Regions from separate parts of the Anas platyrhynchos genome. Here region 1 is linked to region 2. A link is a contact called in public Hi-C data. All regions are on one chromosome and are shown on one strand. The core of a region is the stretch at or near the end of the contact, and the rest is flanking DNA. Distances in the headings are between cores, read along the strand shown. Region 1 overlaps ZBTB20 (zinc finger and BTB domain containing 20). Region 2 overlaps ZBTB20 (zinc finger and BTB domain containing 20).

The links. A called contact is a pair of places that touch in the nucleus more often than the background predicts.
Region 1: a contact with region 2 is called in a Hi-C map of small yellow follicle, with 3 times the contacts expected there. The contact joins two enhancer-like sites. A contact is called at or near these places in 2 of 8 Hi-C or Micro-C datasets (F5 follicle and small yellow follicle).

The regions. Positions count from the first base shown.
Region 1 is chr1:87,323,906-87,330,392 of IASCAAS_PekinDuck_T2T, forward strand. The region is part of intron 7 of ZBTB20 (zinc finger and BTB domain containing 20); the gene reads left to right. Among named protein-coding and RNA genes, the nearest start is that of DRD3, 220 kb to the right of the region's middle. Within about 2 kb of position 2,181, at least 4 of the 8 cell types and tissues checked have an H3K27ac peak or open chromatin away from gene starts, as enhancers often do. A contact at or near this core is called in F5 follicle and small yellow follicle, where this site is marked.
Region 2 is chr1:87,209,384-87,215,995 of IASCAAS_PekinDuck_T2T, forward strand. The region is part of intron 5 of ZBTB20 (zinc finger and BTB domain containing 20); the gene reads left to right. Among named protein-coding and RNA genes, the nearest start is that of ZBTB20, 210 kb to the left of the region's middle. Within about 2 kb of position 2,573, at least 4 of the 8 cell types and tissues checked have an H3K27ac peak or open chromatin away from gene starts, as enhancers often do. A contact at or near this core is called in F5 follicle and small yellow follicle, where this site is marked.

The sequences.
Region 1 (6,487 bases), core at 931-3,430, 110 kb after region 2:
CCCAGTTCACCTCAGGGTATGTGTCTGAGTTCACAAAACATGGCTATCATGCACACCCTGATTCATTAGATGTGTTATCCGGCAAACAAGAAGCCTAATCATATTTTAGTGGGAACATTCTTATGATAAACTCTGCTTTAGTGAAACTCCATATATAGTGCAATTTCTCCCGGCCGCGTATATTACACGGTGAAGAAAAGCTACCCTGCTGCGTATCAGAAGGCTGTAATTTCATTTAGGGGGTCTATTGACATCGTAAACTGCGAGAGCAGAGCTCAAGTGGCTATTTAAGTCATAGGAACTTCAGACTGAAATTACTGCCTGGCAGTAATTGCCCCTCCCCGGCGGGCATGCGGGCCCCTATGTACGTACTTAATGTTTTCATCCGTGTGCCTATAAATAATACATCTCTTCCACGGCCCCTGAAGAGAGCGGTTCCAAAATACGGGCGTTATCTGCCCCCTGTGCTGCAGGATGCAGCCCAGACAGCGTCCTTTGGAGCAGCCAGGGAAGGAGCAAGCGTCCCAGGCTGGGGCGGTGGCACTCGGTGGTGGGACGTGATGCCCGGTGCTCCCAAGCTGTGCCTCAAGCACCGCGAGCAGCAAGAGGTGAATGCACCTGTGCTGGCTGGTGAGGCTGTTTGTTGCCATCGTAGCTGACACGTCTGACCTTTCCCACTTGTACGTTGTAGATATCCAGCCTGGCACACGCGAAGATAAATGTGCTGTGCCACCTGTGATCCGCAGGGCTACGGCACATCTCCTATTTATACCGTGCCTCCCTCAAATCCGTGCGCACAGCCCTGGGGCTGGTGTGCCACTGAAGAGGCAGCGGTGGTGGGGGAGATGACTTGGTTCTGCCCTGAATCTGTGCATTTGGGGAGCAGATCCAAACCTGCCAGCAGCAGTGCCCAATACACCTGAGCGAGAATTTCCTTTTTGTTTTTTCATGCACAGAGCAGCAGCCATGTGGACAGAAGTTCAGGTATTTCAACCGCTTAGGTTTGTTTCAAAAAAAGAGTGAAGTCAGAAAGCGTTTGCATTTTATCAGGAAAGTGAGGTTAACCGTTCATTATAGCTTGTCAAGAGACCTCACCTTTATCCCAGCCACAGGAAGAGACTTTCAGTAGGGCTCTGGACAAGAATCATTAGGATCATGTGCATTATATACCAACTTAGGCATTTTAATTTGTATATCTAAAAACTGAAGCGTATGAAGTCCATGTAAATTTTAATCTTTGGTTCCCTTTTCTTCTCTCTCTTTTTTTTTTTTCCTTTTTTTTTTTTTTTCAGATGGTGGGAAAGAAGTATTTTTTTGTACTCAGTGTGTCTGAGACCTTGGTGTGCAAGAGAGGTGTTAAATTGCTACTGGGAACAGAACGAGTATTTATTTATTTTCTCTGAACCAGTCTGTCCAGTCTTACATTGCACTTACCAGAATAATTGTTCAGCATGTTAAATTACAAAAAAACTACTCGGTTATAACATTAGTGTTTCCATTCTTCATCAAGAATGCTTTATTTTGGTTTCGGAGTTATTTTTTTCTGGAAAATTGATTAAACCACTGCCTCTCCCTCTTAAATGCCACCATCCTGTGAATCCTATGGCAGTGGTATGGCTTACAAAGACACAGCAGTGTTGAAAGTAAATAAACAAGGTTTGTGTAGTTATTAGACATGGCAGTAGTAGGACAGACTTTTCTGGTATGAAGGGAAGCTGTTCACGCTTGCATTTCATCTGAGTTTGAGCAATAAACTGCACTTCTCAGGTTGACTAGCCCGTTATCCTAGAGAACATGCATTAAGTATTCTTCAGAGAAACTTCTGTGCATGCACACAGTGTAAATGGGAGAAGTGAATTTTGAACTCTGTGTTGCTGACTACAGGGACCAAGGATGCAGATACCAGTAGGGTCTGTGCTTTTTCTGACTCGCTTTCAGAAAGAACAAGCCAGGTTTTTCTGTGCCGTTCCTTACCCACCTTCCTCTCTCTACTTTATTGACTTCTGAACCTTGTTATGACTGATGTTTTTATGCTGGCTGTGTACATACTGCAAGTGGGAAAAAAAAAAAAATGAAGTCCACAAACTGTGGATAACAGCAGATCCCACAATACAGTGTAATCAAAATAGGATGCTGGATGCCAAGACTTAGAGTTCTCATGGTCCTTATCTCTGTATGGAATAACTGGAAGTGGTTACAGTTTCCTTCGTTTAGTATAACTGAATGTATTGAGGGCAGCATATCTTTAGTGAGATATTGACTGCCTGATGGCATGTGTCCTAATTTCAGGACGTGATGTCCTGGCATGAAGATAGGGTAGCCTTTTGTCCCACTAAATCCTGAGTGTCTGAAATCTAAAGCTGTGTTACTGTATTGGTGTCTGTCCAACAAAGATGTGTGTTCTACTTGTAGCATGTGGAAAAATGAATAAAATATCTAAAGTTAAAAAACAATTCATAAACACCATATGCACATACATACTGCAAGCACAACTTCTCTTTGAAAATATTACAATGGGACACCCTTCCAGATTCTGGTTGCAAAAGACTGCAACTTAATTTCTTCTACAGGTTTTTAGTCAAGCAATACTGCTACAGAGTCTGTTTGCTTTCCAATCAGCAAAAGTATAATAGAATAGAGAGTGTTCTCTAAAATGAAATATCAATCTGTCTGTCTAATGCTTAGAAAGATATCAACCCTATGAACTGGTAGGTGCCAAAAACTAATTCATGCTTGGCGATACTGAGGCAGAGGTTGGTGAGGTGACTAACGTAACACCAAGCCCTGATGAAGTCTCACTGACTCCAAGTCTCCTGGACTAGATGCTTTGGTTAACTTGCCAGAAGAGGTGGTGTAGCCTGGGTGTGAACGTGGCAGTGGAGGGCCCTGCAGGTCTCGTGTCATGGTGAAGAAGCTTGCTTCTTTGGAGCCTGAGTCTCTTAGACCCTGTGTGAGAAAAAGGACTCTGCCTGGCACCAAACTTCTTGTGCCACATAGCTTCTGCGGGTGGTGTCATTGTTTCTGCTGAATCCCTGGCTCACCAAAAAGCTCAAAGAGTGGCTTGAGTGCTCTTTTGGTCCCATCTCTGTCCACTACAGCAGTACCATCGTTTGTTTTGCTGGCACAGTGCTGCTGTTTCTTTGTAAAACTGTAGAGAAGCTGTGGCACTGGGTTAAAAACGAAACGGATGGCACTGTTACAGCAAGGAAAGAAGGGAGACTATCTGACATACTCGTTCTTCCCAACCCTGAAATCTGCATCTGGGTTTAATATTAGATAGGATCACTGAGGATAACTGTGGTTGGCAATTTTTACTTTTTAATGACTTAAAACGACCTGTGATGTATTAGGCTCAGCGGTGTCACTCCGGAGCATGACTTCATTGTGAGACTTCCTGCTTCCCCAAGAATGAGCGGTGCAAACAGTGCCACTTCATCCACATTGGTGCTTTCAACATGCGATACCCCGTGGTGTAGGGAATGCTACAGCTGTTTTTACTCTAGAAATATTAGTAGTCTGTTTGATATTGTATCAGTGGGACTTGCTGCTCCATAAAATTGAGTGCTCTGTAGAGCAAAGACACAAGTACAAGGGCACGCTGAGTCACTGGCTGTATTTGGATGTGTTTTCACATACTTTTGTGAGGAAAGATGTATACTTGACAGGAGGAAGGCTAATTCTTCTCTGTCAGTCAGTGGAAGGCAGAAGGTTTAGTGAGAAGAGATCAGATGGGCTTGAATGAATTTTGTAATTCTGAACGTATCTAGGAAATAGAGCTGAATGATGTATAGAGAACTCCTCTGTCACTGTGGAAAATTAGAGATTTGAACAAGATGAGTTTAATACTGAAATGAAATGAGAAGAAGTTTATGATTAATAGGGTCTGGCAGAGACAGAATACTTGTATATAATTTTGGAGGGTTAGGAAATGATCCATAGGCAGATGTGAATCTGAGGGTTTAGGGGAGAGGGGTAGCCCCACAAGGAATACCGCCTGGCTTGGCTGTTTCTAGTGAAAGTTCAAAAAAAATTATGTAACGAGTAAAAAGAAAGAGTTAATCACCAATTCCAGAAATCCCAGCAGCTTTTAAAATCTTTTAAAAGATAGGAAAGATAAATTAGGAGTATTTGCTGAGCATAAAAAAGGCTTTTGTTTCATCTTATTATTAGTCCTGCATCTGAAGGTTGCTTCTGGGGAAGGCCTTTTTCCTCTGGATACTGAATCTACCCAACTGAGCAATACTGGACATGGAGGCCAGCTTCTTTCTGCCTCCTGCAATGATCAGCTTGCCATCCTGAAGCATCAATTTGTTACATGAACTCATAAATGGCAAAATATGCAGGCAGATTAAATTTGCTTTATCTTACATAGCTACAGATGTAGCTCATTATCATTAAAATTACTCATTGGTCTGTGAGGAAAACATAAAGAAAACTATTTTGGAAAAGCTAACAGAAAAGGATAAGATTCACAGCTCACTTGTGATCTTTATTCTAGGTAAATAATTAGCTATTTTATTATATTCTAAGTAACTTTACAAACTTTGATTGTATTCTCCTCCAGGACATGCTGAGATTCTGTATATTTTGACTTGCATACTTCTGCTTTGAAATTTTCCTTCAGAGCAAGAATTCCTTCTCCTTTGAACACCTTTAAATTTTTCCTAGTGCAGAAGAAGAGCTATGATTTTGTGCCGATGTTTTCTGACTTAAGATTATCCATGTACAGTCAGCAAACACAGAGTAATTCATTCTAATGCAGAATTTTCAATAAGCAAGTTTTATTAGAAATGAACTGCAACTCTTACCTTTGCATGCCTCTCTCCAGAGTCCCATCCTAGTGCACTTTCCTTTAGGTGGCACTCCCACATTAACTTGTATACAACCCGAACAGCTGTTTGTGATCTGTCATTTGTGTCTTGAAATATGATGGAGAGACTTAGAAATTATATTAATTGTGGTGTCCACGTCCTCTCTTCATTAAAAGTTGAAAATTGCTGTTCAAATATTTCATAATCAAAAATTAATCCCAGTCTACCTGCTCCAAATCATATATTACGTCCTCTGGGAATGAATCCCAAATCCCTGTTACAATTTGGATGTTCTCTCCTCTGGGTATTGATTACAAATTCTGGTTATTGTTCACATACTTTGTCATAGGGGGAATTAATCTCAAGTTCCTGTCTACTGTTCTGGGACTGAAAGCTATCTATAATTAAGATTTTTCTATTAAATGGATATTGATGATGAGCTTTTCTGTCTACATTTTTGGGTTATCTTCTGGCTAGAAAACTCAGTCATGGCTCATGTAGAGATTATTAATGCTGAGTATTTGGACCACCGATTTTTGGGCCACTGAGTTCAGGCATTTCATAGGAGTCCATGGCATAGCTGGAGTGTTCTCTAATGTTGACATTAGGTAAGAAGATGTAAAAATTTTCACAGGGGCGCAGCAAAGTGGAGCAAATAGGATGGCTGAATAAAACCAGAAGCATTGCATCAGAAACGTAGAGGAGTATGTGAGCATGTGTTTAGCAATCCTGAAGCACCCTACAATTGCAAACCAGTTTCCACATGAAATCAAAATGATTTTGGTTATGTGGAGAGGAGGAATAATCTCTGCTTTTTTCAATGGTGGATAGAATGAGAACGAACACACTGTGGTGAGAGATAGCAGTATAAAACCACCAGAAAGACTGTGTATTTTTGATGTGTGGATCCGTGTTCTGTCTGATTAGTTTCAGCAACTTTGTCTATAAAAACAACTGCTGTATTTTTACATAGGTGTAGTCTTTTTGTATAACAACGCACAGAATAAAAGCATTCAGTTCCATAGCTCTGTATATCCCTGTTTCTCTAAGGGAGGAAAATCAGATTAAAACAGCTCTGAATTTAGGAAAAATTGGAATTCGGACCTACGCTTTCTTGTTTCAGACCCACTGCCACTGCTAATAGACATGGTGTTTCCAGTGGCAACAGTTGGCTCACGCATTCTTTCACACTTCAGAAGAGATCCCAGTTTCCTTTTTTTTCTTCTTCTTTAGCAGTGGGCAGCCCTGCAACCTTTTGATCATGCCGACTTTGTACATTACATGACTGAACTCAGCTATGCCAAACATCCTTTTAGAAAGTTGACATTTATGCCATTTGAAAAAAGAGAGGGAGAGAGAAGGAGAAAGGTAGAAGAATGAATCCTGGCTGCTTCCTCCTGCCCTTTTGATTAGGAGAGCAGTAAGTCAGCAGAAGAGGTGGGACTTTTAAGAAGCAGGGGTGCGTGCAAGCGAGTTGTGGTCTATGATGTGTGCACACATAGAGGAGAGGAAAGAAAAGGATGGAAGTTAGAAAATAGTAATTAGAAATTATTACAAAGAATTAATTAATTGATCAAAAGCATAAGGAGACAGTCAAAGAGAGGAGATGAGATCAAGGAGATGGCCTTTGATACTACCCTAGACTAGATGAAGGAGTTTGAACTCAAGAACTTCCA
Region 2 (6,612 bases), core at 1,323-3,822:
CAACATGAGCCTATTGTGAAATTAAAGGTCAATAACAGGCCAGGCAGTTGACAGGGTAAGCACTGCACACTGGAAAGGGAGAGGTCAAGAATAGCACATCAAATCCTAAGTCTTCAGATGTGCCTCGTGAGTAGTGCGTTTTGCTGTTTAGGAACAGAGATGCTATAAAGCTTCAGAGTCAAGCACTCATTCACAGCAGGACACAGTATGCCAGTATCTGTCACATTCCAAGTCCTTGCAACACTATTGAAGTCAGAGAATTCAAGTCCCAGATTCCTGGCTTTTTTTTAAAGATCAGCTCACTTTCTTTCTTGTTATTCCAGTAACTCTGACGTATGTGCATGCACACACATATAGGTGTGCTGATATTTTTTCCAAAGCATGAAATTAAAAACAAACAACAAAAACATGTTTTTTATTCCTTTGTCCTTTTATTTTTTTGGCAAAAGGCACTTCATAAGTAGTTTATATTCCAGCTTCATTTTCTTCCATTCACCCTCTGCTGGGAGCTAAGTCCAAAGGATTAAGACAGGAACAGGCCTGTATTATATAATTTAATAAATTAAAAGTGTTCTAAATAGCTCTTAAAAAAAAAAAAAAAAGAAAAAGAAAAAAGGTAGGATTTCCACTTTTGCTTGGAAAGAACTGATGCAATCCTGTTTGCAATGAACTGAGGCGATGCTGCTTTCCCTACATCTACTTTGGAATTCAATGAGCAACAATGTACAGCCAGCAGTAAAGACTTCTATCCCTTTCTTTGCTCTTTCATCTGATTCTCCTGCTCCTAGTCTATAGGAGAATGAAGCTAGTCTGGCTAGAGTATTTGCACCCTGCTTTTCTCATAAGGAAGATGAAGTTTTTTTAGATAACAGTAGGGACAATTTCTGGTCTCATTGAAGTCATTGGCAGTTTTCCAGATGATTTGTTATGAGATTTGGCCTTGAGAAAAAGGATCAGTCACACTCATCTCCTTTTTATTCTGAACTAGAATGACCCATATCACTACCCAGTGATGGCTGCCTAGGATACTAGCAGTGAATTTTTGGAAAATGATCAAAAGTTCAAATATATGCAAGAATGCATGAAACCCACTGTCTAAGCAACCAGAGAGAATGCAGTTGGCCTCAGCAAAATACGTGATTAAATAGAACCAAATAAAATTGGAAGCTTGTTATGAAAGACCATCTCTATCCATTTTATTATTTGCCTATGAAATATTATGTTAGGGTGAGGCCTGGAACAGTCATCTCAAACCTAAATGTAAGTATGTATCTTCCTGCAGTCTCTGAAATTTTTTGATTGCAGAACACTATAAATGGTGCAAAACAAAGTCTCTTTTCCAAGTTCCCTACAGTGAACAATTTAAGAGCATTTAGTCTTAGCTGGTATTAGGACTTCATGTCCTCAGAGAATAAATGCTGCCCCTTTGATCTCTAGATATAAAAGTCACTATTTCCCAGGAGCTGGGGAAGATCTGGGGCCCCGGAGCAGAGGCAGAGACACAAAATGAGAGCCTGGCAGCAGTGGTCCATTCCCAGCGTTGCTGCTGACTTGTTGCAAACTTGGAAAAAAACAACTATCAGTGGCCCCCAGTATTCCCTATTTTTGAAATGAATTTAAGAGTATTCATCTGTCTTAGCAACATTAATTAAGGAAGGAAACAAAATAATGTTGAAGAAATAGTCATATTTTCTGACCTTACTGTAGCTTCTTCCTTTTTTTTTTTTAATTTTTTTATTTTTGTGTAAGCAGGTAGTTTGCAAAGTAAATTCACAGGCACCTGATTTTGCATATCTGTATCCTGTGCAGTGCCCCTTCCTCTGGGTAAGGAGGTGAAAAACGATACTTGAATCTAAGACTCTTCCCTGTCTTCTGGAGGGGAGAAGCTGAATGCAGAGGTGGCAGGTCAAAGAGAATATAAGATTTCATTACAATCGAGTTGTGTCTGTATTTGAAAGCATTTTATTAACATGTTGCTATCCAGAGTTTTGCCTTTCAACATTTCTTGTAGGAGGTGAATTTTCCGGTTGGTTTGTCTTTGCTGTCAAAAAAGTCAAGCTGATTTTTTCTTTCTTCTGATTAAGTGAATAAATGTTAAGAGTAATTAAGCCAAGGAGAGTTTAAAATTATTATTTTTTTCACTCTTTAATTCCTAACCTAATAAACAAACTGCTTGTATCCATCTTTACAGAGAGATTTTAAAACCACTGTGCTGAAAGTATAGTGTAAAAACACCAGTTCTCACTTTAGAGTCAAAACCACTTTGATGACCGCCAAACCTCATGTGTTAAACTTGCAAGTAGAAATCATGTTTTTCATTATTCGTTACCTCAAGGTTACTTCAGGGCTAGGGTTTCCCGTGAAGATCAAACAAGTTTTTTTTTTTTTTCCCCTGTCTTGCACGTCCTCACTTGTGCCCAGATTATGCCCTCCGAAAGTACTAAGCATCAAACTGTGGCCTTGAAGCTGGAGGGAGGATTGTTTGGTGTTTTTAAGGCTCTGATCAGCAGACCAAGAGAAATCTGGGTTCTTTTCCTCGTCTCCGGCTCTGTAACCTTGGAAAACTCAATATATCTGTGCCTGTGTTCCCCGGCTGCAAAGGGCAGGGGATGCTCTTTCCCTGCTGCATTAGGTCCTTTGAAGATAAACCTGCTCTCCGAAACTGATAACGAGCACTAGAAAATGCATGTGTTGGTCAGGTTCCCAGTCCGTGGCCTGAGTGGGGAGTCTTTTCTCGCAGTGCCTAGTCCTGGAGATCTACCAGGAAACCTTCCTTACTCTAAGGCGATCACATAGGGCCTCTGTGCTCCTTCCTGAGCGCACCTTGTCAGCAGCTGCTTCAGGAAACCCTTCTCCCTCCGCTGTTGCCCTGGCTGTTGACATACAAAAGATTTGTGTGCTCCTCTCATGCTTGAGGGACGTAGAGACTGAAGTTGCTCAGCCTGGCTTAGTACTTTGGAGCTTTTGATCCCCTTTGCAGGGTGAAAAAGGGCTGTTTCCAGAGCTCTAATGGTGCATTTTTCTGTGATTTATTATCTGCAAATGCTCGCGTTCCTGATACACTTCTTTTGGAAATGTTTTGCTGAAGCCTTATCCGCATAGGCTGATCATATGTGCCCCAGATATAAACAGGAAGGAAAGGTTTCCAGTTCCATCTGCTGCAGTCTAGAACAATTTTATCCACCGTTGGCTGGGGGGAAGCAATTCTGATTTAAAGGGCATGTAAGCTCTGTGTTATTAGTCTGATAGGATAAGGTATTACGGTTTTTCTCCTGGTGAGTTTTTAAACCTGAGCTGAAAATAAGTGCACTGCGTGCTGTAAGTGAAGATGGATAAAACTTTAAATAAATAAGTAAAAAATAAAATTATATATAAAAAATAAAAAAGCAGAGCTGGAACTGTGCATCAGTAATGTCTACTGGGCACCTGGACTGTTGGTTAAAATCCCATCAGGGAGAATCTTCTGCCAAATAGCCAGCCAGCTTTTCTCCGGCAACTTTCAACAGAGGTAGGTGGGAAACCCCAACAAAAACAGTCGAGCACATGCAAGCTCCTTGTAGCCAGCCAATTAATGGATGCAGCCTCTTCACCGGGGCCCAAAATCCCTTTTCTACTTGGTAACAGCCCGTGCAGGCTGACCTAAGGGACATGTGCTGCTTACCAAGCCACTGTCCAGCCTTCCCAAAGACATCGCTCCTTGGGTTGGGTCTGGATCAGAGGCACACCTTTGTAAATTTGGTGTTGGTGGCAGGGATTCAGGTAGAAGGAGCTCAGGTTTGCATCGGGGTTTGCTAATCAGAAGCTGGTCTGTGGATTTAGGTAGGGATTTACTGGATAAAGGCATAGCATTCAGCAGCTGAATTTTAACCCTCCTGGAGCACTTAAATCATTTGTTACCCACTTAGTGTACCTAAACATGGGTGTAATTTGCAGGATATGTTTCTCTTTCTCCAAGTTAAGATGTTCTTCTAAAGTTACTATTCCGAGTTCTGCTTTCCTCTGCTGTAGCAGCTGAAACTGCTCAGGGATAGTGCTGTAGTGGTGACACGTGGCATGGATAGTGCTGAGGGTCCCTTCTGTGGGGAGATGGGATGGGGACATTAGTCCTGTGAGCTGCTGTGGTCCCCCGAAAAGCACCAAGACACGTTAAAAGATTTTTCTTTCTGGACATCACCGCAGAAAGTCTGGCTGGCTGGTGGAAATAATAATAAAAAAGCTTTGAAACTGAGAGCAAGTAGGAGCTTCTAGCAGGGAGAAAAAAAAATAATCCGAAGAGGAAGTTAAAAAGTGACGGTGACCACGTATCTGTGTTTCTGTCAATTGAATTTGGAAGGGTTTCTCCCCAAAAAGCGCACATAGATTTGCGGGGCTGCCGGCAGCCCTGCAGCTGCCGCACGGTGCCGGTGCCACGCGAGCGAGGAGAGGGCCGGCTGCACTTCTGTCCTCCCCCGGGGGACGGCTGTGAAGGAAGGAAGCCGATCACAGTGTGCGAAGTCTGAGAAGTGACAGTGTTTTGCACTCAAGGCAGCTACGCGAGGTTACCTGAGGACAGTGTCTGGCTCTACTGGCTGATTGCTTTGAGCATGTTAAAAAAAAAAAAAAAAAAAACAGCTAATGGGGGCACCTCCTAAGCAAACCAGATATCCCTTTTACCGTGCAGTCCCTGTTGGGAAGAGTATAATTTTACATTAATTACACCGGATAAGTAAGAATTTGTTATGTTCTGACTTGATCCAGTAAATTCCCATTTAACCCAGTTGTTCCTATTAAGTGTGTCAGCTCTTCTTTCAGAAGCTCGGCTCTGCAAAGACAAATGAGTGTGTTAACGTGAAAATACGTGCCTTAAGACAACAAAAATTAGGAAGCTCTTATCCCCTTTTTTTCAGAAAGAATTATTTATTGTGGAATATTGCAACGTAGTCTGGTTGCTTACAGTTGTTTATAAAAATCAAATTTATTTTTGTTCGTGCTGTTTATTTTTTCGGTTGCAAGCCTTAACAGCAGAATTCTGCTTGTCACTTTCATTTTCTTTAATGTACTTTCATTTTGTTTAAAGTTGATTTAAAGTTTCATTTTCAGATTCTCATATAAATACTGAAGAAAAAAAAAAAAAGACCTGAAAGTACTGCCTAAGACTGATCTCTTCTCTGCTCTCTCTTTAAATTATACATAACATATACTAGACAATAGTCAGATCTAATTCTGGACTGCTTTGTTTATGTCAGTTTAAGTCAAAGCCTAGGGGAAAACCATTAGTTTATCTTGCATGCAATTAGGATGTGACTCCGTTCATCCAAAGTTGAGTATATTTTCAAAGACTTTCCCTTTGGAGGGCAGGTCCACTGCTTTTAAAGACTTACGGAGGAGCTGACCCTTTCTGAAAACATGGTCTCAGTTGCAAGGTTCTTTCTCTCTCTCATTAAAAGCAGTGAAAACTGTGTTGCTTGTGTCCACAGTGATGTGACAGGAGCTACATGGGCATTTTGAAGTTGTCCTGTTTTTTGAGGGCACCTATATGCTAGGTATATTAACCTTCAGGTGTATTTTGTATCATGTTTTCACAGGGAAGTCAGGTTTAGGGAATAACAGAGCAATGTAATTGTAGTTTTTTTGTTTGCTTGTTTTACTTTTCACTTGTGCCACTTGTTTCATCATTCTGTTTCACTTTTTTTGGATGGTGTCTTGCGTGCAGGAGGTGGTTTTATAGATCTTTCTGTTACGGGTGAACAGGTGGGTTTGGGGAGGAAGGTTAAATCATTTCTAACATGCAATAATCAATTTGAGCATATGAGATATATATGCACAAGAATCCCAAAGATGTCTGGATTGATTGAGCACATTATCCACTTGTTGCTTTTTAGCAGCTGATATATAGCTTAGACACAAAATAAGTGCATTATATTAGGGATGTTTGATAGCTCTGATTCTGTTTGTGCTGAGAATGTGGTATTTTAGAATGCACATTTGTATATGAGGAATTATTATCACATTTTATTGTTCATTATACATTTTACTGTTTGAGTCGAATTTTTTGCCCAGAGAAGCTGTGGATGCCCCATCCCTGGAGGTGCTCAAGGCCAGGCTGGATGGGGCTTTGGGCAACCTGGTCTGGTGGGAGGTGTCGTTGCCCATGGCAGGGGGTTGGGACTGGGTGGGCTTTAAGGTCCCTTCCAACCCAAACCAGTCTGTGATTCTGTGAATGTGACAGATCTGTTTTTCTGCCCTATCACTGCATCATACGAAATGCGTGCTGTACTTCTAAATGCACCAGAGTGTCCACAACCTGATGTTAATGTTCAGTCTTTGGCCCACAATGTAGTTTTCACGCACGTAAGAAGTAACCAGACCGAAACTATCTTTGAAAGATGACCTGCTTGTATCCTAAAATGGATTTAAATGCATTCCTTCTCATATCGTTCAATCCCAGGTGGGTCACTTTTTAATTCTACTCCCTGTAAGGGTGTTCCTGTTTTGTATTTCAAAACCTGGATTTTCATTTAGCAATTAATGTGGGTGATTCAAGTCACTCCTTCTGTATTTTATTAATTTTTGCCAAATATAGTATTTCTCTGCCTACTGTTGATTGAGCAGAATGGAACTTGCCTACACAAA